2 separate regions of the Mus musculus genome follow, and region 2 is linked to region 1. A link is a contact called in public promoter capture Hi-C data. All regions are on one chromosome and are shown on one strand. Each heading gives the region's core, a stretch centred on a gene start, on an enhancer-like site or on the middle of the called end of the contact. The rest is flanking DNA. Distances are from core to core; before and after follow the strand shown. Region 1 holds the start of Miga2 (mitoguardin 2). Region 2 holds the start of Ptges2 (prostaglandin E synthase 2).

Region 1 (5,947 bases), core at 3,118-5,617:
ATGCTTCTGGAATTTACATGACTTAATTTATTTAGGTTCTCAAGGCTGTACAGTTAAGTTCTTTAACCATGGAGCTGTCTTCCCAAACCTGTTTTTGCTTTTAAATGTTATTTTATGTTTTATTATGAGTGTGTGTTTGCGTGTGAGAGCACATGCATGTGAGACAGGGGACACAGAAAGCTGTAGCATGGATGTGGAGATCAGAGAACAACTTTCTAGAGTCCCCTCTTCTTCTTGTATATGAGTTCTGTAGTCCTGAAGATCAAACTCGGGGCAAGCTCCATGACTCGCTGAGCCATCTCTCCGGCCTCCTTTTATTTTGTTTGTTAATTTTTAAAATGTGTTTATGTGTAAGGGTGTTTTGCTTGCATGTACTATGGATTCTATGTGTGTAGTGCCCTCAGACACCGGAAGAAGGTGTTGGATCCCCTGGGACTGACATTACAGATGGCTGTGAGCCACCATCTGAGAGCTGGGAACAGAACCCAGGACCTCTGAAAGAGCAGCCAGTGCCCTTGACTGCTAAGCCATCTCTCCAGCCCCTCCCTCCTTTTCAGATTTATTTCTGTTTTTATTTGTGTGTATGTGAACACACACCACATGTTTACAGAGACCAGAGGAGGGGGTCAGATCTGGCAGAGCTGCAATTAAAGGCAGCTTTGAGAAGCCTCACACGGAGGCTGGGAACCAAATTCTGGTCCTGTGAAAGAACAGTGTGTGGGCTTGACCTCCGATGCACTTTTGCCTGCTTTGTTGTTGTTGTTTATTGGTTTGGGTTTTTTTGGTTTTGGGTTTGGTCTTTGCTGCAAGGTCTCTCTCCTGCAGCCCAGGCTGCTCTCAAACTTAATACACAGTTGAAGACGGGCACGGCTTCTCCATCTTCCTGTTGGAATCACAGGTGTCGCTTCCTAGCTGTAAATTATGTATGCAGCAGGCACAGGGCACAGAGTGACAACTGGGTGTGTGCCATTTCAGTGGAATAATGAAGGCAAGCTCATTTATCACGCCTGTCGACTTTTGACCCGTCACGAGAACATTCCCTGTCTACATCCTTAGCCGTTTTAAAACATGGGAAATCTGATTAGTCCTTGTCACCCCACCACTGTGCGATAGTGCTCTAATATCAGTCGTCTTCTCTGCCTGTCCCTTGTCCCCCTGTCCCCTGCCACTGTCTTTCCCTTTCCATCACTTTCCCTTTATTTGAACTTTGTCTCTGGTCCCTCTCTCAATTCCTCTCATCATCCTCTCTGGGACTCTGCTTCTAGACATTTACCTGTTTCTTCTGCCAAGGCCTGGTGATAGATAATGCAGGGCCACTAAACTAAGGACAGGCCCTATTGCTTCCTCATCTGGCTGAGAGAAGGATGGACAGGACAGAGAGCTCACAGGCAGGGAGAAGGCTCTCAAGCCAAGCATGAGCCTTCTTAGTTGGGAGGTTCGTAATGACTATTCCTGGTTGTCAACTTACTATATAGAGACTACCCTTACGTTCCGTGACTCTAGAGAACCCTGGCTAATACAAGGTCGAAGTTCGTGTTTCTGCCAGGTGGAGAAAATGGGCTGCTCTAGGACATGAGCATGGCCTGACCTTGAGTGCGGTCGCTCAGTCCCCGGAAGGCAGGAGGACGTCCTGCTTCTACTGCTTCCCCTGTGGCTCAGGGAAGAGGATTTGGTGCCTGACTCCATCTGTTCTTGCTCCTGCTTCAAAGATTCATCTTTTTTTTAAAAAGATTTATTTATTTTTATTATATAGAAGTACAGTGTAGCTGTCTTCAGACACTCCAGAGGAGGGAGTCAGATCTCATTACGGATGGTTGTGAGCCACCATGTGGTTGCTGGGATTTGAACTCAGAACCTTCGGAAGAGCAGTCAGTGCTCTTAACCGCTAAGCCATCTCTCCAGCCCCCAGCAAGCACTTTTAAACCACTGAGCTATCTCTCCAACCCTTCAAAATTTGTTTGTTTCTCTTCTCCTTCTCCTTCTCCTTCTCCTTCTCCTTCTTCTTCTTCCTCTTCCTCTTCCTCCTCTTCCTCCTTCTCCTCCTCTTCCTCTTCTTCTTCCTCCTCCTCCTCCTCCTCTTCTTCTTCCTCCCCCTCTTCTTCCTCCTCTTCCTCTTCAGTCAGGGTCTCACTATGTAGCCTTGGCTACTATACAGACTGGGCTGGCCTAGAACTCACTGAGATTCACATGCTCCTGCCTTCCCAGTCCTGGGATTAAAGGTGTACATCACCACACCTGTCAAAATCTCAGCTTTGGGCTGGAGAGATGGCTCAGTGGTCAAGAGTACTGACAGACTGCTCCTCTGAAAGGTCCTGAGTTCAACTCCCAGCAACCACATGGTGGCTCACAACCATCTGTAATGAGATCTGATGCCCTCTTCTGGTGTGTCTGAAGTCAGCTACAGTGTACTCGTATACATAAAATAACTAAATAATATTAAATAGGGCTGGAGAGATGGCTCAGTGGTTAAGAACACCGACTTCTCTTCCGAAGGTCCTGAGTTCAAACCCCAGCAACCACATGGTGCCTCACGACCATCCTTAATGAGATCTGACGCCCTCTTCTGGTGTGTCTGAAGACAGCTACAGTGTACTTAGATATAATAATAATAAAAAAATCTTTAAAAAAATAATATTAAGTGAAAACCTCATCTTTTCACCCAGAGCTGTTCCTCAGCTGGTCCCTTTGCTTTGTCATCTGTCTGTGCAGGGGTGAACCTGAGCCATCTGGGTGTTTGTTCAGGCATCTGGGTGTTGTCCTAAGAGCAGGCGGGGCCCAGATATGTGGAGTTTGAAAATAAAACAAAACAAAACAAAAAACTTCAGGAGACTGCCAGTCTCCTACCACTGACCTAACATTAACAGGCTCTGTAACTACACACTGGTAACTCACAAGCCCCAAGTGTCTGTGTTCACAGTCTTGTATGCGAAATTGTTCCTCTTTACTCTGTACTTACCAGGATCTGTCTGTAGCTGGCCATAGTGACCATTCAGACAGCATCCAGCTCTGTCCTGTTAAAGCCATTTATAATTGCATGTCTTTATTCAGTAACTCACACTGGCTGAAAAGGATCAGTAACTGGAGGCTGGAGAGATGGCTCAATTGGTAAGCCCAGTGTATTGTTCTTGCAGAGAACTAGGGTTCAATTCCCAGCACCCACAGAATTCCTCTCAGTTGTAACTCCAGTTCCAGGCGATCAGAGGTCGCCCTCTTCTGGCCTATATAGGCACTACTTGCACCTTTTACCAAAAAAGTTCACTTTGGCCTTTATTTTTTTCCCCTGATATTCAAATAATAATTATTTACTAATTTAGAATTTGGATGTAGCTGGGCAGAGTTTCACATGCTTGTATATAATTCCAACACTTCGCCGGGCAGTGGTGGTGCACGCCTTTAATCCCAGCTCTTGGGAGGCAGAGGCAGGCAGATTTCTGAGTTCGAGGCCAGTCTGGTCAACAAAGTGAGTTCCAGGACAGCCAGGGCTACACAGAGAAACCCTGTCTCGAAAAAGAAAGAAAGAAAGAGAGAGAGAGAGAGAGAGAGAGAGAGAGAGAGAAACCCAAAAAACCAAACCAACCAACCAAACAAACAAAAAAAACCCCAATAATTCCAGCACTTCAGGCGATTGGAGGCAGGAGGATCAAGAATTCAAGATCAGCGGGCAGTGCGGTGGTGACACCTGGCTTTAATCCCAACAGAGGGCAGGAGTTCCAGGACAGCCTGGGCTACACAAAAAAAAAATCGCCTCAGAAAATAACAAAACAAAACAAAAAAAACCAAAAACCAACCCAACCAACCAAAACCCCAAACCAAACCAAACTAAAAAACAAACATACAAAACCTGCTAGTCTCCAAAGCATAGATCCTTTAGGAACCCTGTCTCAAAAAAAAAAAAAAAAAAAAAAAAAAAAAAAAAAAATCCAAAACCAAGAAACCAAACCAAACCATGCATAAATAAGGGTTGTAGATGTGCGTGTGCGTGCATGCGTGTGTGCCTGTTGGTGTGAGAGTATGTGTAGCGCAGGAGTTTGGTAATCAGGTGTGACATCCCAGTGACAACAACGCTGAGGACCAGCGTGTGGCAGAGACTCTCTAAGCAGCTGCTTCCCAGAAAGCCCCAGGTGTCCACTAACTCCACCGCCTTTTTAGTGTCCGTGTGTCTGTCTAATCCTAGTGACCAATCGGAGGAGAGAAGAGGACATTCCACACTGCAACCACACTTAGGGGGCGGTGCGAAAAGCGAGGGAGGCGGAGTCTGCGTGATCACGTAGCTCACCCCATTGGCCAAGGGCCTCGCCGATGCGGAGCGATATGGAGACGCTCATTGGTCAGAGCTGTGTTGGCCGGCCCGAGGCCACGCCTTCCCCATCCAGCGGCGTGGTTTGGTTGTATTGCCGCCTGGAAAGGAGACGCTGCCCTTCCCCAGCGATGGGATCCCTGGTGAGTGACGGCCACTGCGCGGGCGACCAGATCAGCAGGGCTAGAAGCGAGGCTTGCGGAGCATGGAACCCGGCCCACGCCGGGGTCTGCGATCCAGCCAGCCCGCGAAGGTGTCCAAGGTGGGATGAGTGGATCCCCTGGACCAGGCGGCTCGAGAGGATGCGTGGCTCCGTGGGTGGAACGAGAAAGGAGCTGGGTCAGAGAGGAGACTCCCGGGCCTGGAACGCTGCGAGCATCTAAAAGTATGGTCGCGGGCACCTCCCCCCCCAGGTGTGCCGGCTGTGGGCAGCGCTGTATGTGGACAGCGGTCAAGGATGTCCTAGGGAGGTCGGGGCCAAAGCAGGAAGGTCCCTGCCCAGGCTCCGCAAGGAGCAGATACTGAAGCTTGGAATATTGTTGATGTTCACTGTGGGGTTGCCCAATGCCCGGCTGCGTGGGATCCCACAGAGATGTGCAGGGGTGGGACAAACAGGACATGAGGCAGAGTGAGCTGTAGTACTGCCTGGTTCTGATAACACAGCCAGGTCAAAGTGGGACGAGAGAATGCTCAGGCCAATTAGTAGGGTTGGCTTGCACAAAAGAGGAGGGCCTGGATTGGAAAGCCGGGATATCAGGCCTAAGGTGCCAGGGTGGAGGAGCAGATAACCTACCTGCTCAAGAATGTGGAGCAGGATTGGTGGCCAGCATTAGAATAGAGAGACAGGTAGGATATGATGATGAGCTTGGACCCTTCCTTCCTCTTGGGCACAGACAAGGCTAACTGGACTCACCTGCAAACAGATGCCAGGCCTCCCCTTCCCTCTCTCCTCCTGCCTGGATCCTAGAATAGGCTCACCTCTAATACCAGGTGGCCTTCCCAGACGTTCAAGGCCCTCAGGTTTGATACAAGCAAGCAGCAGGCAATGGCTAGGGTGCTCGGCCCAGCCTCGGTCCTCATCTCTCAAAGCCTCAGTATTCCTATCCTTGCGTGCTCTGAGAAGGACTCCACTGAGGCCTCACAGAGAGCTAGTGCGCTGGCTTGTTGAAATGCTCTGAGAAGTATATCTCCTGCTATTTGATGTCCTTGTCTCTCACTCAGTGCCCTGCCAGGCTGGAGGCACATCATAGCCCACTTAACCTCTAGGCAAAAATGTACCCTGCCCTTGACAGTGTGGCAATTTCTTTAGCCCTTGAACCTCACTCTGCCTGCCAGCCCTCTTGCCCTCTCCCCTCCCCCCACAGCCCTAGGGCCAGCCTGATAGGGCTGTATGCCTTCCCCCACTCACCAAGGATAATCTGTTCCTTGTTCATGTCTTGTGCTGGCCTAGTGACTTTTGGTCATCATCCCAGAGAGACAGGGTCTGTCCTGGCCTATGGTGTTCCTTCCTCTGAAGATCTCAGAAAGCATCCTTGAACTTGAACAAGACCCCTGCTGCAGGGTCTTGGGGTCTCAGAATATGTGATCAAACATCTCATCTGGCTTTGGGTCTTAGTGGGTCTTGGGCTATCTTTTCTCTCTGTGTCTCTG
Region 2 (5,840 bases), core at 858-3,357, 2.0 Mb after region 1:
CAACCTGGGCTACATAGCAAAGTCTAACACAACAGTAGAATAAGACTGGTAGGATTACATTGTGGATTACAGTGTAAGGCCTTATTCTTGTGCACGCTGGACTCGACCAGCAAGAACGACGCTGCAACAGGATCCTTCTGCACACGTTTATTGGGAGAGCTTGATTGCAGAGGCGAAAAGACCCCAAGCCCAGAACTGGTGCTGCTTATATAGGCCTAGGCGAGGCGTGTCTCACACCCGGATTGGTTATGCACTACGCCTCATTTGCATGTTCCTCATCTGATTGGCTACTCTCTCTCTCTCTCTCTGTACCTCACAGAGCCTCATTATCATACCTCATTTGCATGTCTCACATCTGATTGGTTATACTCTCAAAGCCTCATTATCATGCCTGGGCCAGGCAGTGTCTTTGCAAAAAACTTTACTGCATATGTACACCTTGGTTGTTTGTCCAAACTTATGCGTGGTGGCCAGCAGTAGTCAGTGCCACTCTGCAACGGCACATGTGGCTTCCCACACCTTATCTTTTAAAAAAAAAGAGAGAGAGAGAAAAGGCAAGGTGCTTGCTGTTCCTTACAGCTCTGGAGGGTCAGAGTTCGAGATGGAGACACCAACGGCCAGTTCCTCACAGTTGACACCCCGAAGGACGCCTACATTTCAGAAGACAGACAAGGGCAGACAGTCTGGTTTGTAACAGTGTACCCATTCCATTCTCTCTCTCTCTCTCTCTTTTTTTCTTCTTCTTTTTTTGAGACAGGGTTTCTCTGTTTACCCCTGGCTGTTCTGGAACTCACTCTGTAGACCAAGCTGGCCTCGAACTCAGAAATCCACCTGTCTCTGCCTCCCAAGTGCTGGGATTAAGGGCGTGCACCACCATGCCTGGCACCCATTCCATTCTTTTTTTTTTTTTTTTTTTTTTTTTCGAGACAGGGTTTCTCTATATAGCTCTGGCTGTCCTGGAACTCACTTTGTAGACCAGGCTGGCCTCGAACTCAGAAATCTGCCTGCCTCTGCCTCCCAAGTGCTGGGATTAAAGGCGTGTGCCACCACGCCCGGCACCCATTCCATTCTTGCAAACTGATCTAATCATTTCCTAAATGACTCAATTATTATTATGATCACTCCACTCCTTAGTTTCAGTTTATAGATTTTGAGGGCCACAGATATCCTAATGTGGTTACATTGGGGATAGTTTTCCCTGGCCACGAGGGAAAACCGTCCTTATTTGCTGGGTCCTTGGTTGAAGCACACTAGGATCAGAAGTCATAGGGAGACAGGAGACGTAGGTGAGGAGGGGAGGTGAACTTATCAGAAACCGAGAAGTGTGACAGGCAGTGGGGCCTCTCAGCCCAGGCTGCAGCGCCACCTTTCTGAAGTTTTGTTCAGTTTGGGGGCTTCAACAGCCTCATTTTCCCCAACAGTATAATAAGATTGGTAGGTACTGTTCTCTAGTACAGGTTTCAGGCATTTGTTCCAGGATGCCGTTCTGGCTAGCCCCAGGACTGTTCCGGGACAACTCCTGCCCTACTTAGAAGGCTGTGTTTGAGCTGGAATCCTCCGTGCCTTTTAAGCCCATTTTTCTCTTCCCAGCTAGGTTTTCACAGAAAAATACGTTGGGGCCACCTAGCCTTTTTCGCTCTCCTAGGCCTGCATGCGCAGGTTCCAGATGCGTCTGGGTATTGTGGGCTCTGGCGCTGCCAGGCCCGGGAGAAAGCGAAGGCGGTGGATCGTACCCAGATCAGACTCTGGAACAGCCATTCCCCTACAACTCCATACCCGCTCGCCAAGGAACCCCACCTCTCCCTCTCGATTCCACGCCCACTATAAGGCCCCGCCCTCTTTCGGCTTCGGGGCGGGGTCAAGTCAGGGCTGTCCGCGGAGAAGCCTAGGCAGTGGAGGTCGGGCGCTCCGTTAAGACAAGTAAATTCGCAAAGGCCTGGGGTGTCCTGGGAACCTTCGCTCATTCCCATTCAGGCCTGAGAGGTCTTCGGGCTGCCAAGCCGGCCACTTAGCGTGGGCCATTTCCGCGACACGTGGTTTCCAAGGCCCCCCGCTGGATTTGAGAAAAGTTTATGGTTCGCATCATAGCAGCAGAGTACAGCATTGCGGGAGGGCAGAGAGAGTCTGAGACAATGCAGCCACCCACTGGAGACCGCGTCGGACCTTTTCTGGGGAGTGAATGGGTCGGAAGACCAATGTTCTCCCTGCCATCGTAGATGCACGATGTGGAAACGCCCGACCACGAGTTACAGGTCATCATTGTACCCTCAGAAGACAGCGACGCCAAGCCACTTCCTAAGCCCCTGGGGTGTGCTTCTGCCTCTCAGACAGGCATGCGCTCTCAGATCCCTCAAGGACTCTGGTCCTACTTGGCGTCATCGTTACCCTAGGCAACACGCAGGCCCGGTACTGTCCCTTTAAGGAATCCTAGAGCCGCCCTGGTTGGGCCATTTTGGTTTTGCGCGCTCGCCCGCAGCGCCGGCAGAGCGAACATGGCCCAGGCGGCGCGCCTTTCGTGGGTGCTTGTCTCTAGCCGGTGCGCCCTGACTGAGGGGCTGCTCACACGACCCTGGCAGCCGCTCTCGGCACAGAGCCGGGCTGGCTTCACCAGGGTGGCTGCCGGAAGCCGGGGCGCCGCGGTCCGCAAGGGGAGCCCGCGGTTGCTGGGGGCGGCGGCGCTGGCCCTGGGCGGCGCGCTGGGGCTGTACCACACCGTGCGGTGGCACCAGCGTTCCCAGGACCTCCGCGCGGAGCGCTCGGCTGCGCAGGTAAGACTTGGCTGGCACGGACTGCTGACGGGGAGCCGGGATTAGCCCCGAACTGCTGAGAAGCCGCAGGGTCAGGAGAGGCCTCTTTCGCCCGCTTGTGACCTTGGGCGAGTGTCTTGGCCTTAAGAGTGCGAGGAGGGTGGTGCTATCGCCCACGACTTAGAGCTGTATGTATCGCATGCCATGGTCTGTATTGTGATTTAGGGGCGTGTGTGTGGCACCGGGAGTAATCTTTATGGAACGAGTGACCCTGACTTCAGACTCAGAACTGGAGGCGTGCTCCAGCCCACCGTGGCTCGGCAGCCCTGTAGACCTTTCATGAGTTGCAGTCTTTAGCCCTTCTCCGCCCTGCCTCCCATGCTCCTTTCCTGCACCCAGGAACTGGAACTGGCGCGGAGTCCCTGCGGTTCACTGCTCTCTTCTCTGCCCAACCGATTTCCATCTGAAGACTGAGGGGAGGGGGGCTGCAATTGTAGCAAGCTCACCTGAAGGCTTCCCTGCAGAGGAGCTAAATGCAGCCTCCTCCCTCTTCGTTTGGAGATCTGAGGTAGATCTCACTTCTGGCCAGTGCTGCCTGGCCAGTTGGTCAGCTCTGCCAGTTACTCAGAAAGAGTTGGAGAAGTTAGGGGTAAGGGGTGGGAGTGGAGGAGACCTTAAGGACTATTAAGCTGGAGGAAGACACACCCTAGGACTGTCTTCTGTCCCCTTTGGGACAGGAGAAAGATGAACTCGCTCGAAGGGGCGCAGGGACCCCCCCCCCCCCCCACACACACACAGTGTTAGAGCCTCCTGGCCCTGCGGTATACTTGTTGGGCACTTGCAGGTAGGCTGTCTGTCACTCTCTGAGCCCCTTGCCCACCTTTCCTCACTCTCTTTTCAGGGTCACCTTAGAGGACTTCCTGAAGAAAGGTTTGCCTGAGGCGGGTGTGGAGCAAGAGTTCTGGGACCCCAGGTGTTACAAGCCCCATTGTTTTTCTCTTCCCCCAGCTGCCCCTGTCGAACAGCCTGCAGCTGACCCTGTACCAGTACAAGACATGTCCCTTCTGCAGCAAAGTCCGTGCCTTCCTCGACTTCCACTCCCTGCCCTATCAGGTGGTGGAGGTGAATCCCGTGAGAAGGACTGAGATCAAATTCTCCTCCTACAGGAAAGTGCCCATCTTGGTGGCCCAGGAAGGAGACAGCTTGGTGAGCTTTGGGGATCTCATGCCTCCTTTCTGTCCCCAGTGATCTAGGAGTCACCCTAAATCTGATCTTGCTTTATACTCTAATAGAACTTGTGATTCCTGGGTTTCCACGGTGAGCAGGGAGAAGAGCTGGGTGGAAAATGGTTCAGAAGTGTGGGGTGGGCGGTGCAAGCCTGCAGTCCGTTGTTCTGGTAACCCTTGAGTCTGATGCTAGTCTGGGCAGCATGGCAGGTTTCAGGCACAGCAACAACTCTAAAATACATTTAGTGCCTTTTCCTTCCCTGTTGGCTGAGTCTTGGGGATGCACTGAAGATGAACAAACTGTGTTTGTAGTTGGGGTCTGAGGTGTGGCTCGGCCACTCAGTAGCTGTCTAAATACAGATTTTTATTGCCGTGATGAAATGCCATGACCAAAAGCAAGTTGGAGAGGAAAGGGTTTAGCTTACACTTCCAATTCAAAAGCATTGAGGGCAGAAATTCATGCAGGGTAGGAACCCAGAGGCAGGAACTGCTGCAGAGGCCACGGAGGAGTGCTGCTTTCTGGCTTGCTCCCTGTGGCTTGCCCAGCCTGCTTTCTTATAGAACCCAGGACCCCAGCCCAGGGATGGCACCACCCACAATGGGCTGGGCCCGCCTCCATCAATCTCTAACTAAGAAAATGACTACAGCCTGATCTTCCGGAGTCTTTTTCTCAGCTGAAGTTCCCTCCTTTCAGATAACTGTGGCGTGTGTCAGTTGACAGGAGGCTAGCCGGCATACCAGTCCTGTGCTGTTTTTACCTCTCTGGGCTGCTGTTCTGTTTTGTTTTGGATAGAGTCTTGTTATGTTGCCTAAGGTGGCCTAGAACTCAGAATCCTCGTGTCTCTTGCGTGCTGGGGTTATGTGTGAGCATACGCTGCCATGCTCAGTGTTGGGTTTGTTTGTACATTTGCTTTGGTTTTTTTGAGACAGAGGCTCATTGTGTGCTCCTTGTTCTGAAACTCCATGTGATTTTTGAGACAGGGTCCCTGGCTGATCTGGAACCATCCATGTAGATCAGAGTGGCCTTGAACTCACAGAGTCCCTGTCCCTCCTTAGTGCTAGGATCAAAAGCCTGTCACTATGCCCTGGTTGTTTCTTTGTTAAATTTTTAATTAAGGGCTGAGCTGCAGAGATGGCTTTGGGTCAAGGCGCCTGCTGCCAAACCTGGTGACCTGAGTTTAAGTCCCAGGACTCTGGTAGAAGGATACCAACTGTGCCACCGCTGTCATTCACACAGAAAATAAAATGTAATTTGAAAAACAAAAGAAAAGGCTGCTTTAGGCATGATGATGCATGTCTTTACTCCCTGCATCTCTGAGGCAGAAACAGGCAGATCTCTGGGTGTTCAGGCCAACCTGAGCTACATAATAAGACTGTCTCACCGGGCAGTGGTGGCACACGCCTTTAATCCCAGAATTTGGGAGGCAGAGGCAGGTGGATTTCTGAGTTCGAGGCCAGCCTGGTCTACAGAGTGAGTTCCAGGACAGCCAGAGCTACACAGAGAAACCCTGTCTCGAAAAACCAAAAAAAAAAAAAAAAAAAAAAAAGACTGTCTCAAAAAATTTTAAATTACATTTTTGTTTATTTACTATTTACCCTGTGTCTGTGGGCATACATGAGGCACCACAGTTCATGAGTGTTTTTTGATTGTTTATTTTAGTTTTTGGTTTTTCAAAATAGGGTAGCAACCCTGGCTGTCCTGGAACTCACCTTGTAGACCAGGCTTGGTCTTGAACTTAGAGATCCTTAGAGATCCTCTACCTCTGTGTCCCTAGTGCTGGGATTAAAGGCGTGTGCCACCACTGCGTGGCCCCTGGGCTAGTTTCTTAATTAGTCCATAGGATCCCCACTTTGGGCTATAGGGACA

The links. Promoter capture Hi-C pulls out the DNA fragments that hold promoters and counts their contacts.
Region 2: a promoter capture Hi-C map of embryonic stem cells shows a contact between it and region 1, with 2.2 times the contacts expected there. The contact joins the promoter of Ptges2 here to the promoter of Miga2 in region 1. A contact is called at or near these places in 2 of 39 promoter capture datasets (embryonic stem cells and liver).

Annotation. Positions count from the first base shown.
Region 1 is chr2:30,359,866-30,365,812 of GRCm38.p6, forward strand. It overlaps Miga2 (mitoguardin 2), which reads left to right and starts at 4,368. Exons shown (of 16, transcript NM_001242407.1): 1 at 4,368-4,440.
Region 2 is chr2:32,393,783-32,399,622 of GRCm38.p6, forward strand. It overlaps Ptges2 (prostaglandin E synthase 2), which reads left to right and starts at 2,108. Exons shown (of 7, transcript NM_133783.2): 1 at 2,108-2,768; 2 at 3,756-3,953. The coding sequence starts at 2,493.